Linked DNA regions of Gossypium arboreum: regions 1 and 2 are each linked to region 3. The links are chromatin contacts, called in public Hi-C maps. All regions are on one chromosome and are shown on one strand. The core of a region is the stretch at or near the end of the contact, and the rest is flanking DNA. Distances in the headings are between cores, read along the strand shown. Region 1 holds the start of LOC108486265 (putative serine/threonine-protein kinase). Region 2 holds the start of LOC108486530 (histone-lysine N-methyltransferase ASHH1). Region 3 holds the start of LOC108484590.

The links. A called contact is a pair of places that touch in the nucleus more often than the background predicts.
Region 1: a Hi-C map of leaf shows a contact between it and region 3, with 2.5 times the contacts expected there. The contact joins the promoter of LOC108486265 here to the promoter of LOC108484590 in region 3. A contact is called at or near these places in 2 of 5 Hi-C or Micro-C datasets (both in leaf).
Region 2: a contact with region 3 is called in a Hi-C map of leaf, with 3 times the contacts expected there. The contact joins the promoter of LOC108486530 here to the promoter of LOC108484590 in region 3. A contact is called at or near these places in 2 of 5 Hi-C or Micro-C datasets (both in leaf).

What each region holds. Positions count from the first base shown.
Region 1 is chr6:82,259,195-82,262,988 of ASM2569848v2, reverse strand. It overlaps LOC108486265 (putative serine/threonine-protein kinase), which reads left to right and starts at 2,069. Exons shown (of 4, transcript XM_053029603.1): 1 at 2,069-3,520; 2 at 3,772-3,794. The coding sequence starts at 2,386. The coding sequence ends at 3,489.
Region 2 is chr6:82,681,422-82,685,021 of ASM2569848v2, reverse strand. LOC108486530 (histone-lysine N-methyltransferase ASHH1) reads left to right here and starts at 1,743. Exons shown (of 10, transcript XM_017790634.2): 1 at 1,743-2,006; 2 at 2,095-2,159; 3 at 2,351-2,507. The coding sequence starts at 2,004.
Region 3 is chr6:81,724,260-81,728,182 of ASM2569848v2, reverse strand. LOC108484590 reads left to right here and starts at 1,260. Exons shown (of 3, transcript XM_053029331.1): 1 at 1,260-1,295; 2 at 1,661-1,917; 3 at 3,237-3,809. The coding sequence starts at 1,260. The coding sequence ends at 3,372. LOC108485834 (probable serine/threonine-protein kinase At1g54610) reads right to left here and starts at 1,609. Exons shown (of 7, transcript XM_017789682.2): 1 at 720-1,609; 2 at 1-273. The coding sequence starts at 1,094.

The DNA.
Region 1 (3,794 bases), core at 820-3,319, 530 kb before region 3:
AATTATGTTTGATTGATATTTAATTGATAATGGATTATGTTTGAGAAATGTATGTCGTATGTTGTGATTTTATCGGTAATGCCTCGTAACCTATTCTGGCGACGGATACGGGCTAGGGGTGTTACAAACATATTTCAAAAATTAAACTTCAAATAAATTTTCTATAATATAAGCACTAAGGTTCTTAGATTAAAGTTCTTACAATCAATTTTGCTTTACTGGGCATGTATATATATTTACTCGGCAAACTTGTCTCCTGACCTCGTGTAACCTTTGATTACTTCCTAGGGTTGTCAAGCCTAGGGTTTAAGAACACATAATTTATATCAACTAATTCTATGATGAACTCGTATTCTTTTTGTTAATTAATCGAATTAATTAATTAATCAATTCAATAAATGAATCATGCGAGGAATGAATGAAACGCGAGAAATTATTCTAATATTCATACTACAATTAATTGATCCGGTTAACTAAGTATAAATAAAATAATGAAATATAAGAGTAGAGAGAATGTTCATTGATAATATATTAAGGCGTAATTATGGAGTAATCTCCACTTGCAATTATCTTTACAATAGAATAGAAAACTTCTGACTAAGCGAACATAAAAATAAAATACAAAGAAAACTAAATAGTAAAAATTGTTTGTCTAAATCTATATATCAATCCCAATGACCCTAAGGTGACTTATATAGGCTACGGGTTACTTGGTGACCATTTAACCTCGATAACTTTGGGGTTCTAATTAATGTAATATTCTGATATATGCTTGGGGTCCAAGTAAGGAAATTTCCCAAGAGTGTCGTCCAAGGAATTAACCATGTTTTGGCCTGCCTTTGCCGCGTCATCGAGACGTGGGAAGACTTCTCATCACAACGATATGTTTATCTCTACTTGTACTGATAAGTTAGGCTTGCATATTGAGCCAATAAATAGGCAGCTTATTTGCATGAATAGATCCATCTTTCGGAGAGTGCTTGTGTTGATTTTGTTAGTTTATATACTATTGACTTTCATTGTTTTTTTTCCACTCGTTTCATAAGCATTATTTTTTTAGTGTTGAATTTGAGTGTAAGTAATGTTTTGGGTGAGTGATTTATGACAAGTTGCGTCTATCTATTGGGGTTGTAATTGCTTCTTGTGTAAGGGTAGATTTGGCTTTAGCCAATAGGTAGTTAGATCAATTATTGAATAAAATCATTCATTGAGCAATGCTTCGTAAAGTAAGATTGGTAAATTTAAACTGTGTTAATAAATCTCTTTTGTTTACTTCTCTCCTTCCCTTCTTTGCATACTACCTATGTTTTGTTCAAACATTTGTTTGAACATACTTTCCAAACATATAGTTTGAACATCAAGTTGGAAAAAGAGCAAACTAAGGTTGTTACAATTTTAATCTTTTCATTCCATGATTTTGTGTTTTTTATTGTGAACCTAGAACTAAAACTAAAGTTTGAACTTAGATTTGGAGAAGTGATCACTCATCCTCTTGTTCTGAAGCTAAAGTTTCCTCCAGCGGTGAGGTTAAACTCGACAAGGATGTTAAGCATTCGATGCCCTTTTGGAAGTAAAGATTATTGGATTCTGATTCAAGTTGTATTTTGTTAAGAGACTAAATTGAAATGTAGCAAAATGTAGGGTAAACTTTGGGTGGTTTAAGGAGAAAAGATGCAGAGAAGCCATGAGGGTAGATTATTCACTTCTAGACCTTGAATATTCTATAAATAAAAAATAAAAAGAACTTGAATGAGTATGTTTTAGTGGAAATATTAAGAAAATGAAGCTAGCAAAAGGGTTTTGTATTTTATCTTTATTTTGATAACAAGGTTTGGTATTAATTTATTCAAATGTAATTTTTTTTTAGTTTAGTTTTAGTAAAAGAACATTTGGAATTATCGTCAAGAGATGTTTAAACTTTTAGTCAAAAAAATTGCTACATATTTTCACCCCGTTAGCTCGCATTCCACCTCACGAAAATTTCAGTAAAGTATGGTAATAATTAAGAGAAAAATACTTTAGTTACCAAACCAACTTAGACATTAGAATAAACTCCAAAGTAGAGAAAGAAGTTTTTTGCCATTATAAAAAAATTAACCTACAATTTCAAAACAAACCTACTCGATGGAAAAATAAAAATGGGACCCAAAAAGGAAAATGAGTGAGGCTAATTTTGAAGTCTGACAGTTTTTTCTTATCCTAAGATCAACCCCACTGTATTCTTCCTCTCGCTACCGTTGATTCGTCCACAATTTCCACGACCCAATCCTCCCCTCTCCCATCAATCATTGAAAAACAAAACCGGACGGTCGCTTTCTTCTTCTCCTTCCCTTCGCTCTTCCTTTTTTCATCTAATCTCATAGCAGTTCTTTTCTTCTTCGCTAAATGGATCGAAGTCTTCAAGCAGTTATTGCAGCAATCTTAAGCTTCTTTTTAGTCTCTATAGTCTTAGCTTTCCTCATCTTAATCTGCAAATCAACTAAAAAGTCCACCCGCCCAAACCCTCCTCAAACCCGGTCCTTAAACCGAACCCAACCCGCCCCTAATCCTCCCGATCTCACCACATGCGACAGCGCCGCCTTCGACCCCTCTCTCAAACGTCTTGACATGGCGGAACTAGCTTCCGCCACGAAGAACTTCTCCTCCGACCTCATCATTGGCGACGGTAGCTTCGGAATAGTTTACAAAGCTACCCTCTCTTACGGTGTCACCGTCGCAATTAAAAAACTCGACCCAAATGCCTTTCAGGGGCTCCGGGAGTTCCGAGCTGAGATGGAAACCCTAGGCAAGCTGCGTCACGACAACATCATCAAGATCCTCGGGTTCTGTTCTTCGGGTGTGGATCGGGTTTTGATATATGAATTCATTGAGAGAGGAAGCTTGGACCAATGGTTGTACGATGAGGAACAAGAAAACACGATTGGCCGTTTAACGTTATCTTGGGATACGAGGAAGAAGATAGTGAATGGGATAGCTAATGGTCTGGCATATTTACATGGCCTTGATACGCCCATTATCCACAGAGATATCAAGGCTAGCAATGTCTTGCTGGATAGCGATTTTGAGCCCCATATCGCTGATTTCGGACTCGCTCGGCAAGTCAAAGAGGCCCATTCCCACGTATCCACACAAGTCGCTGGGACTATGGGATACATGCCGCCCGAGTACCGTGAAGGAAACACTGCTGCGACAGTGATGGCCGATGTTTATAGTTTCGGGATATTAATGATCGAGATTGCCACCCAAAATCGTCCCAATTGGCCGGTGAGGTTCGAGGGGAAAGATATGGGACTAGTGGAGTGGGCTAGAAAAATGGTGGCCCAAAATCGACAAATCGAAATGATATATCAAAAGATCCCAAATAAAGAGTTAATCGAGGATGAGGTTAAGGAGTATTTCCGAATTGCATGTATGTGTACAAATGAACTTTCCAAAGAAAGGCCTGTCATGAGCCAAGTTGTTGAGCTGTTGAGTCGAATTTCTTCATGAACTTGCAATGGGGAAAATGATGATTGTCTTGGTAATATTTTCCCTTTATAAGAATGTATTATTTTTGCTATCATGTGAAATACTGTAAGTAGCTTATAAACATTTAGGCAATATATTTATATATTTATATATGGAGTGGACAACTTCGTAGTTGATGTTTGTAAATCTGCATTTTATAGTGAAATTTACATTTTAACCATTGCACATGGCATTACGTATTTATCTTTGACTTCATGAGTGAAACAACAAAATCTAACCCTTTTTTTATCGACTTTGTTGCAGAGGTTCAGTTTGCCATCTTTATT
Region 2 (3,600 bases), core at 494-2,993, 960 kb before region 3:
TTATTTTTCCTTTTATAATGTCAACGAATGTTACTATAATATTGAAATTAACAAAATTCAATAATTTAATCTCCTTCTAAATTTTATAATTTTATTTTATGTTCCCAAACTATCCTTTAATAAATGTCTATGAAACTTAAATTTTTTTTGATTATATAATCTCAAATCTTCTATGTTAAACTAAAAGGAAATATTTTTTTACAATTAATTAGATAAATTGCTTGCTTTTCGTTTGGGTAAAAAAGTAATGAAAAACTTTTGATTTTATTCGACATGGAAGATAAAGTTAATTAATTTGCAAGGTTTTTCTTTAGTTTTAACTTAACATAAAAGATTTAAGATCATACAATAAAAATTGAGTTTTGGTAGATAATTATTAAAATTGAGTTATTTGACTTGATTTTAATTTAGAAACATAAAATAAAATTATAAATTTTAGAAGGAGACTAAATTAACTAATTTAATTAATTTTAATATTATAATAACAAATCGGTGACAATATTAAGAGATAAAAATTTTCAACAAGCTATTTAATTGATTTAGATATTTTGAAATTTAAAATTTTAATATTGAAAAATAAAACTTTGACAAGAGGGCAAACAAGTACAATTTAACATTTTTAATATATTATTTTAATTTTTATAGCTTTTTCACTTTAATCATTAATATTTTTACCTTGACTAGTACTTAAAAAAGAAATTTTTGTATGACCAAAATAAAAGTAATCTAGAAATTAAGGAAACAAAATAAAATTGAAAATATGATGTAGCATGTAGAATCAACTGCAATTAGATATTTTACTTTTGAAATTTTTTAATCTTGATACAAATTAAAAAAAAATCATTTACAAAACTTTGAATTTTTCATTGTGATTATAGGTTGAAATTTTGGATGTTGCCCGTATTTGAAACTTGGGAGTTGGACTTAAAGATAACTTAATTTTATGTAATTATATTAAGAATCGTATTTACATATTAGTATGACTTTATAAAACTTTATGAATTTCAAAATAGTTTTATTAATATATTCTATTTGGATATTTTATTTTTCTTTTAATTATTAAACAACTTCTAAATTTTCTAATTTATGTTATTGTAGATAATTTTATTAAAATACATATGGTTTAAAATTAAATTTATCAGTAATATTATTAATATCATATAGTAATTCATGTTTAGTCATTTGTGATAAGTATAACACAAGTTATTGTATTATTATTTAATATATTCTGTCATTATATTTTTATATTATCATTAAAATTAAATTTTATAGATTTTAATAATTATTACTTTTATATATTTATTATAAATATATAATTATAGTATTAAAATATTTTATATTAAATTATTGTTTTTAAAATTTGTTTCACTTCATAATTTAACATAAAATTTATTATTAATTAATTTTCCCATTAATCAAAATTTAATATAAATATGCAATAGTTATGAATACATTTTCATAAAATAAAAATTATTATTTATTTAATTTTATTTTAAAAATATCGTAAATGTATATTAATTAATGCATATTATGGCTGTTCAGTTATAAAATTTAAATTTTTTTAAGCTTTAGGTTAAATTTATCTTAAGTTCAGGCTTTTCTCGAGCTTAGATCTGTTACAAACTCAACTTTCTCAGGTTCAGATTGTTATGGGCTTGGATCGACATGGGCGGACTTTTGGTCTCAGGCTTGTTTTGCCAGCTTTATGTTTGGGTGATTAAAATAAAATTGGTCTAAACATTGAGTGACTAAATTGTAAAGATTTCTTTTTAAGTGACCAAAATGTGAACGCACTAAAATTGGGCGACCGACTGAGTAGTTTATCCACTCCCTAATTTTTTGTTCAAATAGTCCGCTAATCAGTTTTCTTCTCTTCTTATCTCAGTTCTCACCCACCGCCGTCCGCTGGTTTTTGCCGGATCTGACCCGTATCCCGTGTCGGAATCCGTGTTGACACAGGTACTGCACCCCAAATTGCCGAGTCCGGGTAACGAAGCTCTCCAATGGTATTATTATGATTATGGTTATGATTATTTTCCTAGAGGTGCTGGTTTTATAGAATTTTTATTACAGCATTATATTGTTTTGTTAAAGGATCCTGAGAATGAAGACCTTCCTCAATATGAACACATTTTTCAAAACGAATTCTCATATCGAAAGTAAGATATTTTTTTGATCATAATCTTTTTAAACTAACCTCATGTTGCTCGTAGCTGCTTTGGTGTTTTCAGTTTCAATTATTTGGAATGCAGCAATTTTATGCATTCTGGAGCCTTTTTTTTGGGTACTGCTTTGCTTTAATTTACGCAAGGATAACCTAATTGCTATCCAAAATTGCATTCTTTTGCAGACATAAAAAGCAAAAAGAGGAAGATATTGCTATATGCGAGTGCAAATTTGACTTTAGTGATCCTGATAGTACATGTGGAGAGAGGTGCTTGAATGTACTAACAAGCACAGAATGTACACCCGGTTATTGTCCTTGCGGTGTTTACTGCAAGAATCAGGTAAAGACTGTTTGGCATGAGTGTGCTTCAAGGTGGACTGGGGGTATGGTTCTACGAGGTTATGTGCTTGTGCTTGTTGTATGTGCGTTTTCCTATGTGGATTTATGTATGGTAGGTCTGTTGATTAATCCCATTGCTTTGACATGTCTCTGTGAATCTGTAATATAAGTGTGTTCATTTTACACATGATAATTGTTTTTTTCTTCCTGGTCTTTATGTTCCTTTTGTTGAATGTTACTAGCTTTCGGTATAATTTGTGTAGAGCTGAATATTTGACTCTAACGGGAACTAATTACTTACTGTATCTAGTTTATTTGGTTCAATTGTGCTTGACATTTCATAAGAAGCTAATTGCAATTTTTCTAATTATCTTTACTTGAAATTTCAACTTTCCTTCAAGTCATTTCAATTCTATTTCATTGCTTCCAGGTTCCATGTGCTGTTTATAGAAAAAGGGTACTTTTTTTTGAAGTAGAACCTATATTTTATACTAACTTTCTCTTCAGCTTGGTCTAGGGGCTAGCAGGAATCAGTTATAATCAACATAACTGACCCATCAAAGCTGGTTTATTGATTAAGTTGGTTAAGGCTTTGGTTAAAATGGTTTAGTCAGTCGGTTATCAATTGTTGAATTTCACAACCAAACTGACCGACTTAATATATATTATTTATTTTAAATATATTTATGATATCATAAATATATAATATATAATGAAGTTAAACCAGATCCAATTTACAAAACCAACCCAATCCAATCCAAATTTATTATAAATCCAATAACTTTAAAAGAACAAGGAAGATGAAAAAACCTTTTGTAAAAAAAAAAAATCAGTTAACCAACTTATCCAACCAAACTTATTGAACCCACCAACTTCGCCGATTGCTCACCCTAGCTTGGTATATCTATCAATGAATAGAAATGCGGTACATTTAAGTTCTTTTGCTTGCTTATGATGGACTAATTATGTCTTGAAACTTCACTAACGGGTAAATACAGAACAAGAGTTTTTATGCTGTTGAGTGTAGAACTAATTATTCCTAGAATGTTCTAGAAACATTTGAGTTTCCATTAAATATTAGGGAAGACCTGTTT
Region 3 (3,923 bases), core at 11-2,510:
AAGCCTTTCCTCAGGACGAGACATGATTCTTGCCAGATCCGAATGCATGAAGTCAAAAACCAGATAAAGACTGTATTGCATTCTTGATGTTGCCAATCCCTCAAGCTTCACTACATTGGGATGATCCAACTTCTGTAATATCATTATCTCTCGTGCCATAAATTTCACACTCTCAGGTTCTGATGTGTCAAAACGGACCTTCTTCAAGGCAACTATCTTTCCAGTTACCTTATCTCGAGCTTTATACACATTGCTGTAGGTACCCTGGCCTATCTATAACCAAACAACATAAAGAAATTTTACATCATTTGCATTTCTTACCATACAAGTTTATAATGTTTTAAGTTGCATCAGTTACTCACGGAATCAAAGACGATAATGATGATCATAATAATAATAATAATGAGAGCAACTCAGATGATCCTAATACAACCAACTTGGCCTTGTCAAGTTGAGATTGTTCAACATTCTCACCAAGGTTGGAGCAGAGAAGGATAGCATCAAAGATAGTATTGATTGCTTTTTCTTTCCATCACTTTCTTTGCAACCAAACGATGTCAGCCAAGGAATTTCATATTAAACAAAAGAACATACGTTTTCAGATTGTAAACAAGTTATTGAAAATCCAAATTCGACTTGTTACAGTTATTTGATAGTCAGCCAGCCATTGTTACCAGAGAAATTAGATGTAACATCGAAGTTCAGACTCAGGGATTTACCTTATCAAGCTTATCATACGACTCGGCACTTTTTGGAACCAAACCAGCGAAAACCTCTTTAGGGATATTGTCAATTAGCCATTTAGGCCATCCGTCAACCATTTCATCTCCAGCAACCAAAACATTTCTCCTTTCAACAGTTTCATTGCTACTCTCTTTTTCTTTACCGGTCACAACACCATCAGCACTACCAAATCCATTAAGCTGTTTTGGCGGTTCAGGTTTATGAACCCGATCTGGATCAGCATACCTCTGACCAGTCGACCTTCTATGAGCCGCAAATGCTCCTTTTCCTTTATACCCATTTTCCATTTTTAGCTTCTCTAAGCCCCTAGGTGGTGATTTCATTGGGTTCTTGCCTTGAACACAACCCATTTCTTTGTTTCAGCAACCAAAAAGGCTTCTCCTTCTTGATGGTTTAATAATGAGAAACAAAGTAGAGAAAAGGCCAAGAAGAAGAGAATAAAAAGGGGAAAGATGACACTTGGAAGAGTTTAAAGAAGGAAAAGAAGGAAATAGAAGAAGAAGAAGGTGACAAAAATGGCCGTCCTAAGCCGGCATTGTTGGAAGTTTGCTGTATGGGTGAAACCAAAAGGATCTCTTCTTTTCTTTTTCTTTTTTTGTTTCATTCGAATATTTCCTTTTGGAAGTCCTTTTTGTCTCGCTTTCTCCGCTTATTGAGACAAAAAAAGTGAAACTTGAAACCCCCATTCATGGAATTGCCAAATGTGTTTATCATAACTGTTTAAGGCGGGAGACAAATAGTTGAAACTTGAAAGCTCAAGTGTTGCTACTGCAATGAGTAAACCAATGCATTTTGCCACCTGTAAGATGCAAGGTCACGTGACAAATTGAACTTAAAAGGATCTTGATCATGGAATCTACAGCAAAACTGTCCAATAGGGTTTTGCCATGTCATGTCATGACTATGGGGACCACAGAAAGGGTGTCAACCATCTGATCTGGATGACTTGTCAACCGGCAGCTGCTATAGCTGTTGGGGGAAGGGAGGATACAGATCTCTCACCTGCACTGCTGCAGCTGCTATTACTACCCTGAGCCAAAAGAAATTTATGCTTTGTTGTGGCTCGTCTTTCTCTCCTCCTTTACTTGTTGAAGCTTGTATGCCTCACCTTAACCTTTGCTTGGGTACATTCAGGCCCTGGGCTTCTAGGACAACAACTTTTCTTTCTTTCAGGCACGTCTTTTTTTCCCTTATTTCCTTTTTAATGATTTTGGGTTCTGAGCATTTTCTTTGTTTTAGCCAAAAATTGAGCACTTGAATTTGTTTGCTTGGTTATTTAACTTTTAGGGTATCATTTTAAAGCTTTTTCCTTCGGCTGCGTCAAACAAGGGAAAGAATCATATGGGTCCAATCCAAGATTCTTAGGTTAGGTTCTTTATTGGCTTGGCTGAGATATTTGCAGCAGTGTAAAAGGGAGTTGATGATAATAATAGGTTTTGTTGGTTCTAATCAATGAATTAGGATGATTCTTTATCTCTTCTTTCTTAGTGGAATAGCAGCAACAACAACATCAGCAAGTACCAAAATATAGAAAATAGAAAATCATCAACATCCAACATCAAAACAACAGAACTTATCCAGTAAGACTCTAAGAACAACAGAGACTATTGCTCCTAGTATAGATAGCTAGGTGAGGGGAGATGCAAATCCTTAGTTGAACAGCCTCCTTAATAGTGCAACAACAGTAGAAGCATTGAAAATAAGTGTGAGCTGTCCTGAATTATTGTTACTTAAAAGTTAAAAAGTAATCATGAAAATGCATGTGATATATTAGTAATGTTTAGGTTGAGTACATATCTGATTTCCCAAGCGAATTTCCTTATTGAAAAGCAGTTTGATGGTTTGCTCTTTTTAAAACCAATTTTGGAAATGTCTGGCATTTACATTCCATGTGTTTCATACCACCCTTGACTCCATCAGAGCCAGATGCTAGAACTTGAGTATTATGAGCTTATATGCATTTCCTGGTGTCAGTTGAAGAAGCTGATATCTGCAGCAAATACCATTTCTATAACTCAAGCTGGTTATTCTGTCTTATCTTTTGACGATTAGATGTCAGCTCAGGAAGCTTCTGTTACTATCCTAATCCTATAGTCCCTTGTCAAAACTAAGGTGTCTCATATACATTCATACACTTCACTTTTTCCTAAAATAAGGTGTTTCAGTAGGATAGATTTTTAAGGCTCAAGAAGTATATCTGTTCTTTATGACAGAATTTAAGGTATCAATGTTTGAATTTGCATTTGTGAGTTAATCAATATGCAGGCAAAGAGAAGTCTGAGTGACAGTAACCTGACCCTGGGGCTAACCTTATTGGATAGACATCAACAAATAAAGGATTCAACCTTGATCTTTGCCTTATAATCTTCTACATGCAACATGGATTATGGAATATTGAGCTATTCGAGAAAATTAATTTGGTGAACTTTTTATATTTGGTGAACTTTTTATATTGTTTTACCACTATGTTAGAATTTTGCTTGTTACTGCAGCAAGCTGAGTTACTTAAGATGTGTAATTATCAACCATGGGAAGATGATTCACCTTCTAGTGAAGAACATGAACCAAGGACCAGAAATGTCACAAATACTGTGGCAACTGGATGGCATCCATGTGAAACCAGAATAGCAATGTTAGAGGCACGGATAGCAAGGATTGAGGTTCGACTTGACGGTCTTGAAGCAAGGATATTTTATCAGCAGAAGGCACTGCGGATCATATCTTTGCTGTTTTTGGTTACTCTTGCATATGCCATATGGAAATGAATGTGAGGGATGATAAAACTGTTGAAGCTGTAATATTTTACAGCTCTACTTAGATGTGGACTTAGCTCGCCATCTCATGTGACGCGATTTTTGCACTGCAGAAGTCAAACGGAAGCTAACAAGGAGGAAACAAGCTACTTAAATGTTGTCAACTTAGTTGCATAATTTTGATGTTCTTTGTCTGTCTACAGATGATTGTCACAACCATGTTTTGTTGGTCTTTATGAGATATCATCACTATAATTTTCCAATTTTTCTCTTTTTCCATTTTCTAGTATGAAATCCTTTTTGTCAAAACAATTATTTAAGCAATTGTTAGAATATATGTTCATCACATATATATATTGTAAGAATAATTACATATTATTATTTACTATCATAAAAGATTAGCCCAAATTAAAACTAATCTAATTT